2 separate regions of the Rattus norvegicus genome follow, and region 1 is linked to region 2. Evidence: chromatin contacts called from public Hi-C data. All regions are on one chromosome and are shown on one strand. The core of a region is the stretch at or near the end of the contact, and the rest is flanking DNA. Distances in the headings are between cores, read along the strand shown.

Region 1 (5,208 bases), core at 704-3,203, 80 kb before region 2:
TCACAGTGAGATTACAGTTATGGTCTCCTGAATACCGTGGAAGACCAAGGCTCAATGAGCAAGGTGTGAAACGAGTCTGTGACTACAGTGGTGACGTGAGGGCATTACCACATAGTGTTTCAAAATGAGCCTAACTTTGCCTGGCAAATATTTGTTTTAGCCAGGGTTTGCGGCTGTGTTTTTGATTATTCATTTTTAAACAGTAGACTGCACCTCATAAACCACTTTCCAATGGACACTACAGGCCTTGACTATGCTGTCTCTGGCGCCCGTTTTAACAGATGTTTACAGTGCTTGGTAACCTATGGGACCGTCATGTGGAGTGTCTTGTTAGCTCAGGACATAATGTTTATAGCACAGCGTAATAAATGAAGCTACAGTTGCAGCCTGCTTCTGCCAAGTGCACGAAACACCCCAGTGTGGAAACAGATCTTGAAGTTGTTCCAACTTGGCCAGCCTTTTTGGCTATCTGCTGCTAAGCATTGTTAATGTACAGATAAATCTGAGTGATATGAGGGAATATGGGACACCAGATTGTTTAACTTACAACAAAACGTGGTCTCTACTTGTAAAAATCTACTAACCAGAGGATTAAGCTTCTTAGCAGTTTCCACCAGCAAATGACATAATTTTGGAGGTCCGGTTGCTTTAAACTCAGTCTCAGCCAAAAAGACCAAGAAGTGATGTGTGCTTGCTCTTCAAGACTGCATCTTTAAATATGTCAATAATGGAAATACTTCTGCTCCTTGGTGTGTGTGGCTATACAAACACAATTTTCTTTATAAAAGAAGGCTGGGTGTAGCAGAGAATGAGCACATAGTAAGTGTAAGGCACTAGGGTCAAACCCCGGCATGAAGGGGGGGGGGGGGAGCTACCCTGATGTAGCCATGATTTGAATGCTATGAGCACTTAAGTTAGAGTTGGTGAGAATTTGAGTTTGATAAGACTAAAGTCAACCCCTCAGCCTGATGTGTAAGCAGGGCAGAATGCCCTTTTTAGAAAGTGATGCTTTCCCCACCTGGAACTGCTATAGTGACAATCTTATACCCAATAATAGAGCTGCTTAGCTCGATAACTACTTCAAAGGTAACGTTCGGTAGTGTGTGACTCTCCACTTCAATAGCTAGTCTATCGCCTCCTAGAAATAGTGAATTGCAACCTCACCTTCTCCCTGGCCAATCAATTCTAGAACTTTCTTTGGAGAAAATTCAACCTCGTACCAAATCAACTTTTAAAAATTCCCTATTCTCCTATTCTTCGATTGAATCTAATTTTCCTTCCTGTTGTTTAGAAATCTTTCTATATTTGGAAGCCCTGTGCTCTTTCCCTTAAATTTTTGTTACCTGTCCTAGGAGTCTTTCTTACCACCATCGAACCTTACCCTTCTCTGTTATGAACAATTTGCCTCAAGTTCCCCATTCTCTCTGCCCCTAATTAATATATTTTGCCCAAAACACAGATTAGGAACTCTTGGTTTTATACATTCTATCTATAAAGACAGTTTAACATCTATGGTGTTTAATCAGCCGTCTCTTTATACCATTAACTAATTTCAACCCTATAAGGGAGACAACAATATGTTCTTTTCAGATTACTATGAATCTATAGTCAATGTTGTAACCATCTCACGGGTTCCTCAAGCCCACACTTGCTATTACTTCATACAAAGTGTAATAAGAGAAATAAATATAATTTTATATGCTATGTAGATAGCTCCTTAACTTTCCCTCCCTATGAAGGAGTGTACCTACCAAGAAAATGACAGGATTAGGATTTTCTGAAGATCAGCGAGTTGCAGCTGTGTGTTGCAGACAGGTTCTGACTAGGATGTATTTCTTTCATGGACCTTATTGTGTCTGCTTTCATGATCGTGAGTCACTAATGGCAATCAAACATTTATTGAAGGCTTGTTCTGCCCGAGTCCCATAGAGTGTGCCATCTGGCCCCAAATGAGGTGAAAGTACACTGGACAGAAATGCTTCCTTTGGCAACGGGGTTTGAGACGCAGGTAGAGGACATGACTAAATCAACAACTCACTTTTTACTCAGGAGGTAAATGGCTTGCTAATGTCCCAGGCAACACTAAAGTGCTCGGTCTCCATTAGAAGCTATACTCTAACATCCGTAGGCAATTAGGTCCCCATATCCTGCAGTACGTCTAGCTGGGAATTAGATGAGTGTTCTGCTACTCATGATTTCTAAGGTCTAAGCAACCTTGCTGTGAGATGGGAAAGCTGACTTATGTGTGAAAAAGGGTGGGGTTAAAAAAGCAAACCCTTTAGGGCTCATTGACTGGGAATTTACCACTCAAATGGTGATGATGAGCTCCTCTGGAACTTACTTTCCTCCCCTGAGAATATAGTAAGGTCTACCTTGTATTTCTGCATAGGATCTTTAGCATCAGTGGCTCATACAGTGATTGGTTTGAGGTCTGCTGTGATTGGTTTGAGGTCTTGGGCTTCTCAACAAATTATCAATCTCCTTGCCACCTGCTCAGAATTGTCCACAAACTGAAGGTGCATTTTTATGAACCTTCCAGCAAGGAACAACTTACTGTGCTCCATAAACATATTTGATACAATAATCACTTGATTGTTTCTTCACTAGTTTAGAAAATAAAGCAAAACATGTAAAAGAAAGATTTTCATTAAAAAAATCTTAAAAGAGACGTTTTATTTTAGTTCCTGTAACGTATGAGAGACTTATAACAATTCATTTGTCAAACAACTCTTTATTATTTTGCTTTGAAAATGTAGTTAGTGTATTAAGAATCATGTCCACTTTTCTCCTCTGGTGTTGTCATTGTAAGGGAAAGCAGAATGGAGCTATGCAGAACGGAGTCATAAGCAGGTCCCTCGCTTGCTTAAAGCTCTTGTGATATCTGATGCTGTAAGCCCATCTGGACTTGGATGATGGCTGATAAGCTCAAACTTCAATTTTCCTTTCTAATTGTCAGAAAGTCAACTTTGGTCTTGGGCAGTGTGATGACTCAGGATTTGTCCTGTCAGTTGCCTTTCCAGGGACCTTCAAGCTATGTGCTTTTTAGCCTGGAAAATGTCAATTTGGCAAAACAAAGGGAAAAATTGCCTGGTAAAGGATAGAAGAATGATGAATTGTAAATATTATATATATTCAAAGTTATCATCCCATAAGGATAGAGAAAAGTACCAGAATCCTTGAAGAAGGTCATGATAGCTGAAAATATATACCATGTTTATATTGAGCAAATAAAAGATATTAAAACAAGAAGCCAGAGAATGAAGAGAAATGATATCTCTCACATTAAAACTGTTGTATCTTATCTTTCTGAAAGATACTGCCCAAGTGATATCTGACTTTTCACAGACGCTAAATAAATATTCCATTGATGGCTTTGCCTTAGTAGTAGGAAGACATACTGAGCAATTGAGATAACAGGAGTGTCCAGAGATAGTCTGGGGCAAAGAAATGTAGATAATGATAATACCTGGAATCTAAGTACATTATGAATTTTTGTTTGAGTTCCTTAGTTCAATGACAGCACTTGATGACAAGCATCCCAAAGAGAATCCTTCCCACAGAACTTCAAAACATCTACAAGTTCAAGCAGTATGGAGACATTAATATTATATTTTATTAAAAATTATTTTTATGTATATGGGTGTCTTGCCTGCATGTAAGACTGTACACCACATGGGTACTTGATGATCACAGAGATCCTAAGAGGGACTGACCTCTCAACTAGAATCACATCCAGTTATGGCCTCCATGGATTTGTTCAGTCCTTTGGAATAGTGCACGTGCTCTTAATTGCTGAAACACCTCTCTAGCCCCTTAGGTATAACTAGACTGGACCTTCATACACCCCATCATAACCATGAAGTTTTAAGTTTGGTTGTGTGGAGTTGAGTATTTTTATGAGAATTATATCATATGAAAAGTTACTTTTAAAATAATTGGAGGAACAATGCTGAGCAAAGGAGTTCCCCCCCAAAGGGTACCAGTTGGGTCAAACCAGTGGTATTTTTTGGTATCTATGTAAAATATAAAAGACAGAGCACATATTTACTGAGCCACGAATATGTCCTTTGAAATGTGATAGACATTGGGACTATAAAAGCAGTAATTGCGACTCAGCATTCAGTTAAGAAATGCAATGTTAATAATATATAATGGTAATATTACGGAACAACTGGTAACAGTTGAATGAAAAGCAATAAACTTCAAATCATATAGTTTTTTTTAAACTAGGGGAATTTATCGAAGCTGAAGGATTTAAAGAGACAGCTCAATTACCAAAGTAGCTCCCAGACAAGTCTTGGATATAATAATTTCTTCTCTTATGTACAAAGAATTTAAAATATTTTGTGCCAGGAAGTTGGAAACTGAGGACCAGAAAGTATACCCAAAACTCCCTAGGGTTATTTGTAGCAGATCGTCAGGTGGGGTTTACTGTGGATTTGTCAAATTACGGACCTCTTCCTGTGCCTACAGAGGTTGTGTGTATATGCTCATCACTTGAGTTCGGTATTCAGGAGGCCATGTTGAGCCCAGGGCTTGTTGGAGGAGTAACTACTGCATGGTATTTCGGCATACTTCTGTTTCTCAACTGTTATATATTTCAAGTAGTAATAATTTCAACAATTCTTCTCATGCTACTATTCTAAGAGACCTAGTAATGGAGCTAATAGTAAACTTTCTCTTTAAGGATGTCCTATTAAACAAGCTTTATGAAGGAGGAGTCTGAGGTGGGCTCCTCCCCTTCCATTTCCCTATCCCATGGACATCCTAACACTTCATCTAATACAGCCTTGAGGCTTTCTCAAATTTAAGGTCATGAACCTATTACTCTAAGCTCTGCTTCTATGCCTCGTAATGTAGAGGACGTTTGGAAATATATTTACTATGAGACCTTAAAAGAGTTATATGTTTTTAAATCAGGGTTGCTGAATTTGTGTGAGACCATCTTTATGAGAGATGAAAATAGGAGTCTCTACCATGGGAGAGTGACAGATTTATTACTTAATTCTATCTTTCTGCTAGGCTCTGTTATAGTTTGGTATCTCCTATTAACATAAATTATGTAAATGGAATATTTTTCGCTTAGTGTGGTTTCTATTGTTAACAACATAATATTATTTGCTGGATCAATAATGTATACAATAGGGTTATTTTAGCTAACAGTTCTGAATAGCTATGGCTGCCAGGCCACATATGAAGATTTTCGTT
Region 2 (5,066 bases), core at 590-3,089:
GGTTTTGTTCTTTCAGTTTGTTTATATAATGGTTCACGTTGATGGTTTTCCGTATATTAAACCATCCCTGCATGCCTGGGATGAAGCCTACCTGGTCATGGTGGATGATTGTTTTGATGTGCTCTTGGATTCGGTTTGCCAGAATTTTGTTGAGTATTTTTGCGTCGATATTCATAAGGGAAATTGGTCTGTAGTTCTCTTTCTTTGTTGTGTCTTTGTGTAGTTTAGGTATAAGAGTAATTGTGGCTTCGTAGAAGGTATTCGGTAGTGATCCATCTGTTTCAATTTTGTGGAATAGTTTGGATAATATTGGTATGAGGTCTTCTATGAAGGTTTGATAGAATTCTGCACTAAACCCGTCTGGACCTGGGCTCTTTTTGGTTGGGAGACCTTTAATGACTGCTTCTATTTCCTTAGGAGTTATGGGGTTGTTTAACTGGTTTATCTGTTCCTGATTTAACTTCGGTCCCTGGTATCTGTCTAGGAAATTGTCCATTTCCTGAAGATTTTCAAGTTTTGTTGAATATAGGTTTTTATAGTAAGATCTGATGATTTTTTGAATTTCCTCAAGCCTTCTTTTTAATGCTACTAGTTTCTTTAACAAATGCTGGCATTGTTCGCAGCCATTCTTCCTGCCTACAACTTTATCTGTTTTCACACTCCAAGAAGCACGTTTTCATATCATTCTGTTCTGCTTCTTACTTTAGTAAACATCACTGAAAATATTGAGCAATAACCATGCCAGAGCTTAGATGTTGAGCTGTCTCGAAATTTCTTTCGCCAAACAACTATTACTTTTGAATTCCACCTCAGTCAAGATTCCAGGACACAGATAGAACACGGCTTGATCCATTTCTATGATGTAACAGGAATAGCCTCACTTGCTCTTGATAAGAGTCATTATTCCCCCTGAAACCTCCTGAGTGCTGCCTTCGCCGTCTTCATTACTCTGTTCTGCTGGCCTCTCACCAGAGGGCCACATTACGTTCTACTTATGGCATTCTAACGCTTAGGTAGCCTACAGCTCCAAGTCTTGCCACATCCTTCCCCCAAACCAATCCCAAAGGCTTATGAACCCTCTAGTTAGGTTTATGACAGCCCAGTCTCTGCACTACTTATTTACTCTACTCCTCAGTGTAAAGAAACTCCTGAGAGCAGTGACTAGAGGAAAGAAAGGTTTCGTTTGGTGGAGTAGGTGGGCAAAAGTAGCACATGATATTTGCTTGAATGGGTCACCAACCAGGAATCAGAGAGGCTCAGGCTTTAGGGAAAGCCCTTTGTCTGCCAGCTGTATCACACATCTAAAAAGTCTTACCATCTACCCCACAAAAAACAGTACCACCAGCCAATTGGGAACATTTACATTGCATTTACACCTTAACAGCAAGGTGTCTTGACTCAGTCTGTGACCTCCGGCTAGACTTTTGAAGACCTATTTGTTGGACCTTTTTTGAGGTTTTTGATGAAGAAGAGTATCCAAGACAGGCAGTGCTTACAACTAAGATCGTAAAGCCAACAGTCTCCTGAGAGGGGCCAGGAAAGGGCAGTCACCTTCGATCAAGGGTACTGACGGGAACTGTTGAAGCTGATTAGCCCACAGGTTATAGAAAGCATGATACAGGCTTAACTGAAATGTGGCACCTTACACATGATAGACCCTAGATACAAATATGCAAATATTTCTGTGAATATTCTAAGCCTGATTCCTCTCCAAAAAAATAAAGGAATAGCCATCAAGTAAAATAGCTGCAAATCCAGGGAGCAACTTTGTCTATCTGGATACGTCTTTCCCTCATAGTTTATTTTGGCATAGGCAAAGCCTTTCATGCAGCTAGCTACTGTTGACAACTGCTAGCGATGTCCTTCATGCAGAATTTGCTACTGGTTACCCTTGTTCTCATGCTTCTCTGTCTTCATCTTCCTGAGTCTTCTCTTCCTGTTGTTGAAAAGGGCCATCTTACCAATAAAGCCAGCTTCTTGGGCCGCTGCACTTCGCTTCAGTGTTCATACTCTGCGCCATCTCAATTGGGTTGGCTTTTATAGCCTCAGGCATCATTCAGACAGAGGGAGGGTGATGATGGGTGCAAGTTGAGCGCTTACCTAATGAATGCGTGTTTGCCAGGAGCTTTAATTGGGATCCTGGTTTCACACTGTTGGATGCAGTCTGTATCCTGTTGGAACTCAGTCTTGAATTAACACTGGGTGGCTATAAAAGAACAAGCCAAGAATTTTGCACTTCTCTCAACTACAGCTGTTTATTTAGCTGGGGATGTGCAGTGGGTGGTCCAGTCTTCCAGTCCTTACAACCAGGAAGAGCAGGGTATGGTTGTAAATAGAATAGAGCATAGTTACAGTCTCTGGTAAAAGGGACACTGGAGCAACCATGCCATTTCTCCTGCTTTCTCACAGACTCTGAATTAGTTCATTAGGTATGCTAGTCTCCAAGGAGTTACTCTTCTAGCCTTCACCCCATGAAGCTATTTAATTCAAATACAAAACTTTACCCCAATGAAAACTCTACTTGATCACAGAAACAAAGAACAACGATAAATGGTACCAAAGCCCAAGCTTTTATTTGATTTATTTGGGAGTATGGGTACAGAGAATAACTGTGACATTTAAGAGGTTAGATTTTTGTTTTTATTCACTTTCTGCCATTTGCTGGGATCATTAGTGCCTCTAGTTAGTATTTTGATCCTGCGTTCATCAGTGGGCCTCATTACAGAAGAGGTAAGACTTCAGGTGGAAACGGTAATGCAGACAACCTCAATGAAGTGTTCTATCAGCTACCTTTAAAACCAACTGTGTGGCAGTTTGATAAAGTAAGAGTTGGGGTTTTCTCAAGTGCCTCAGAGGCTAATCGCATAGATATCACTGCTACTGTCCAACTTACAATGTATAAATAGTCATATCAATCCTAAGTGTGACTCTGAGAAAACCAGAAGAGACTGCACAGTCCAGTGGCTGCTGGTGACCGTAGGTCAGGCAGGCTGCCTAGAATCCTGGTTCAGCTGCTTCCCAACTGTGTGGCCTTGGGTACCAGGGTCTCCTGCTCTACAACATGACATATGATATGAACCCTCGTGTAAATATTTACACATCCTGCCAATCGAGTGCAAACAACTGAGTTTCAAAGTTTGCCCCAGCCACCTGCCCAGAAAACCACGGGCTGTGCCAATCTTATCACAAGAGCCAGCAGAAAATTGGCTAGGGTACAAGTATGATCTTCTTTGTGTGGTTCAATACATAAAAACATCTTAGAGTAGGTCTGACCTTGGGAACAAACAGGGAGAAACAATAGGGGAAAAAAAGAAGGAAGAAGACTGACTTGGAGATGAGCGATAGAGCAAGAACTTAAGAAGGAAAAATGTAAAAATCTCAGACTTGGGATAAGCACTGCTTGTCTTTCTTTTTTTTTTTTTTTCCCGGAGCTGGGGACCGAACCCAGGGCCTTGTGCTTCCTAGGCAAGCGCTCTACCACTGAGCTAAATCCCCAACCCACTGCTTGTTTTTCTTGAGGAGAGATACATGGGCATGCTGAGGAAACTTTGAAACTACCTAAAGTTTGTCAGCAAAAAGACTAGAACTTACACTTGAAGCAGAGGTGTTGGCTTGAAATGACGCTTGTCCTGGTTAATTGCCTGGTGTGCCTTTTGCTGAAACTGGCACAGTCAAAACATTTCTAGGCAGGTGGCTGGGGCAAACTTTGAAACTTGGCTGTTTGCACTTGATTGGCAGGATGTGTAATTATTTACAGGTGCTCACTAAAGATGCACCTATTGTAGAGGAGAGGAGACAAAGTAGAATATTTGAAAGTATTGTTCAGGTAACCCATTCTTGGGATTCGTTAGAGCACCCAGAATAACATGTAACACCAGATTGACTGATTTGGAACTACCTTTTTCTTCTCAAATTAAAAACGTCGGAGGGTTGAGAAAGATGCAGAAAGAAAATGGGGAAGACAATGATAAGAATTTTTTTAGATGAAGTTTTCACTTTAAAAACCTGAGATGAGACTTATTTTTTAAATTTTTTTAAAGATTGTTTTTGTTGTTCTTTTTTTCGGAGCTGGGTACTGAACCCAGGGCCTTGCGCTTCCTAGGTAAGTGCTCTACCACTGAGCTAAATCCCCAGCCCCAAGATTTTATTTATTGACTTCATGTATGTGAGTACACTGTCGCTGTCTTCAGACACACTAAAAGAGGGCATCGGATCCCCACTGCAGATAGTGGTGAGCCACCACGTGGCTGCTGGGAATTGAACTCAGGACCTCCGGAAAAGCAGTCAGTGCACTTAACTGCTGAGCCATCTCTCCAGCCCCCCCCCTTTTTGTTTTTATTGGATATTTCTTTATTTACATTTCAAATGTTATTCCCTTTCCCTGCTTCCTGTCCATAAGCCCCCATTGCCTCCCCCTCCCTTTCTTTTTTTTTTTTTTGCATTTTTTTTATTAACTTGAGTATTTCTTATTTACATTTCGAATGTTATTCCCTTTCCCGGTTTCCGGGCCAACATCCCCCTAATCCTCCCCCTCTTCTTTATGGGTGTTCCCCTCCCCACCCTCCCCCCATTACCGCCCTCCCCCCAACCATCACGTTCACTGCCCTCCCTTTCTTCTATAAGGGTGTTCCCCTCCCCATCCCCCCTTACCGCTCCCCTGATAATCCCCTACACTGGGGGTCCAAACTTGGCAGGACCAAGGGTTTCTCCTTCCATTGGTGCCCAGCAAGGTCATCCTCTGCTACGTATGCAGTTGGAGCCCTGGGTCAGTCCATGTATAGTCTTTGGGTAGTGGAAGCTCTGGTTGGTTAGCATTGTTGTTCTTATGGGGTTGCAAGGCCCTTCAGCTCTTTCAATCCTTTCTCCAATTCCTCCAACGGGGGTCCCACTCTCGAACTGAGACTTTATTAAGAGTAACTGAACTTTGAAATAAACACTACAGCTGGATTAACAGATGAGGGATTTTTGTGATGGTTATGACTGTAGAGTTCAACCCAGTCACAGTTGAGTGAATAGTACAATATTTGCATCAGCATGGTTGAACCTTAAAATAGTAAGTCAGTGAA

What was found. Hi-C and Micro-C count contacts between places; a contact is called where the count stands out from the background.
Region 1: a Hi-C map of liver shows a contact between it and region 2, with 3 times the contacts expected there. The contact joins two enhancer-like sites. A contact is called at or near these places in 2 of 12 Hi-C or Micro-C datasets (kidney and liver).

The regions. Positions count from the first base shown.
Region 1 is chr2:54,524,771-54,529,978 of GRCr8, reverse strand. It overlaps a transcript of Ghr not described here. Among named protein-coding and RNA genes, the nearest start is that of Ghr, 95 kb to the right of the region's middle. Within about 2 kb of position 1,953, at least 1 of the 93 cell types and tissues checked has an H3K27ac peak or open chromatin away from gene starts, as enhancers often do. A contact at or near this core is called in liver, where this site is marked.
Region 2 is chr2:54,444,339-54,449,404 of GRCr8, reverse strand. It overlaps a transcript of Ghr not described here. Among named protein-coding and RNA genes, the nearest start is that of Ghr, 15 kb to the right of the region's middle. Within about 2 kb of position 1,839, at least 6 of the 93 cell types and tissues checked have an H3K27ac peak or open chromatin away from gene starts, as enhancers often do. A contact at or near this core is called in liver, where this site is marked.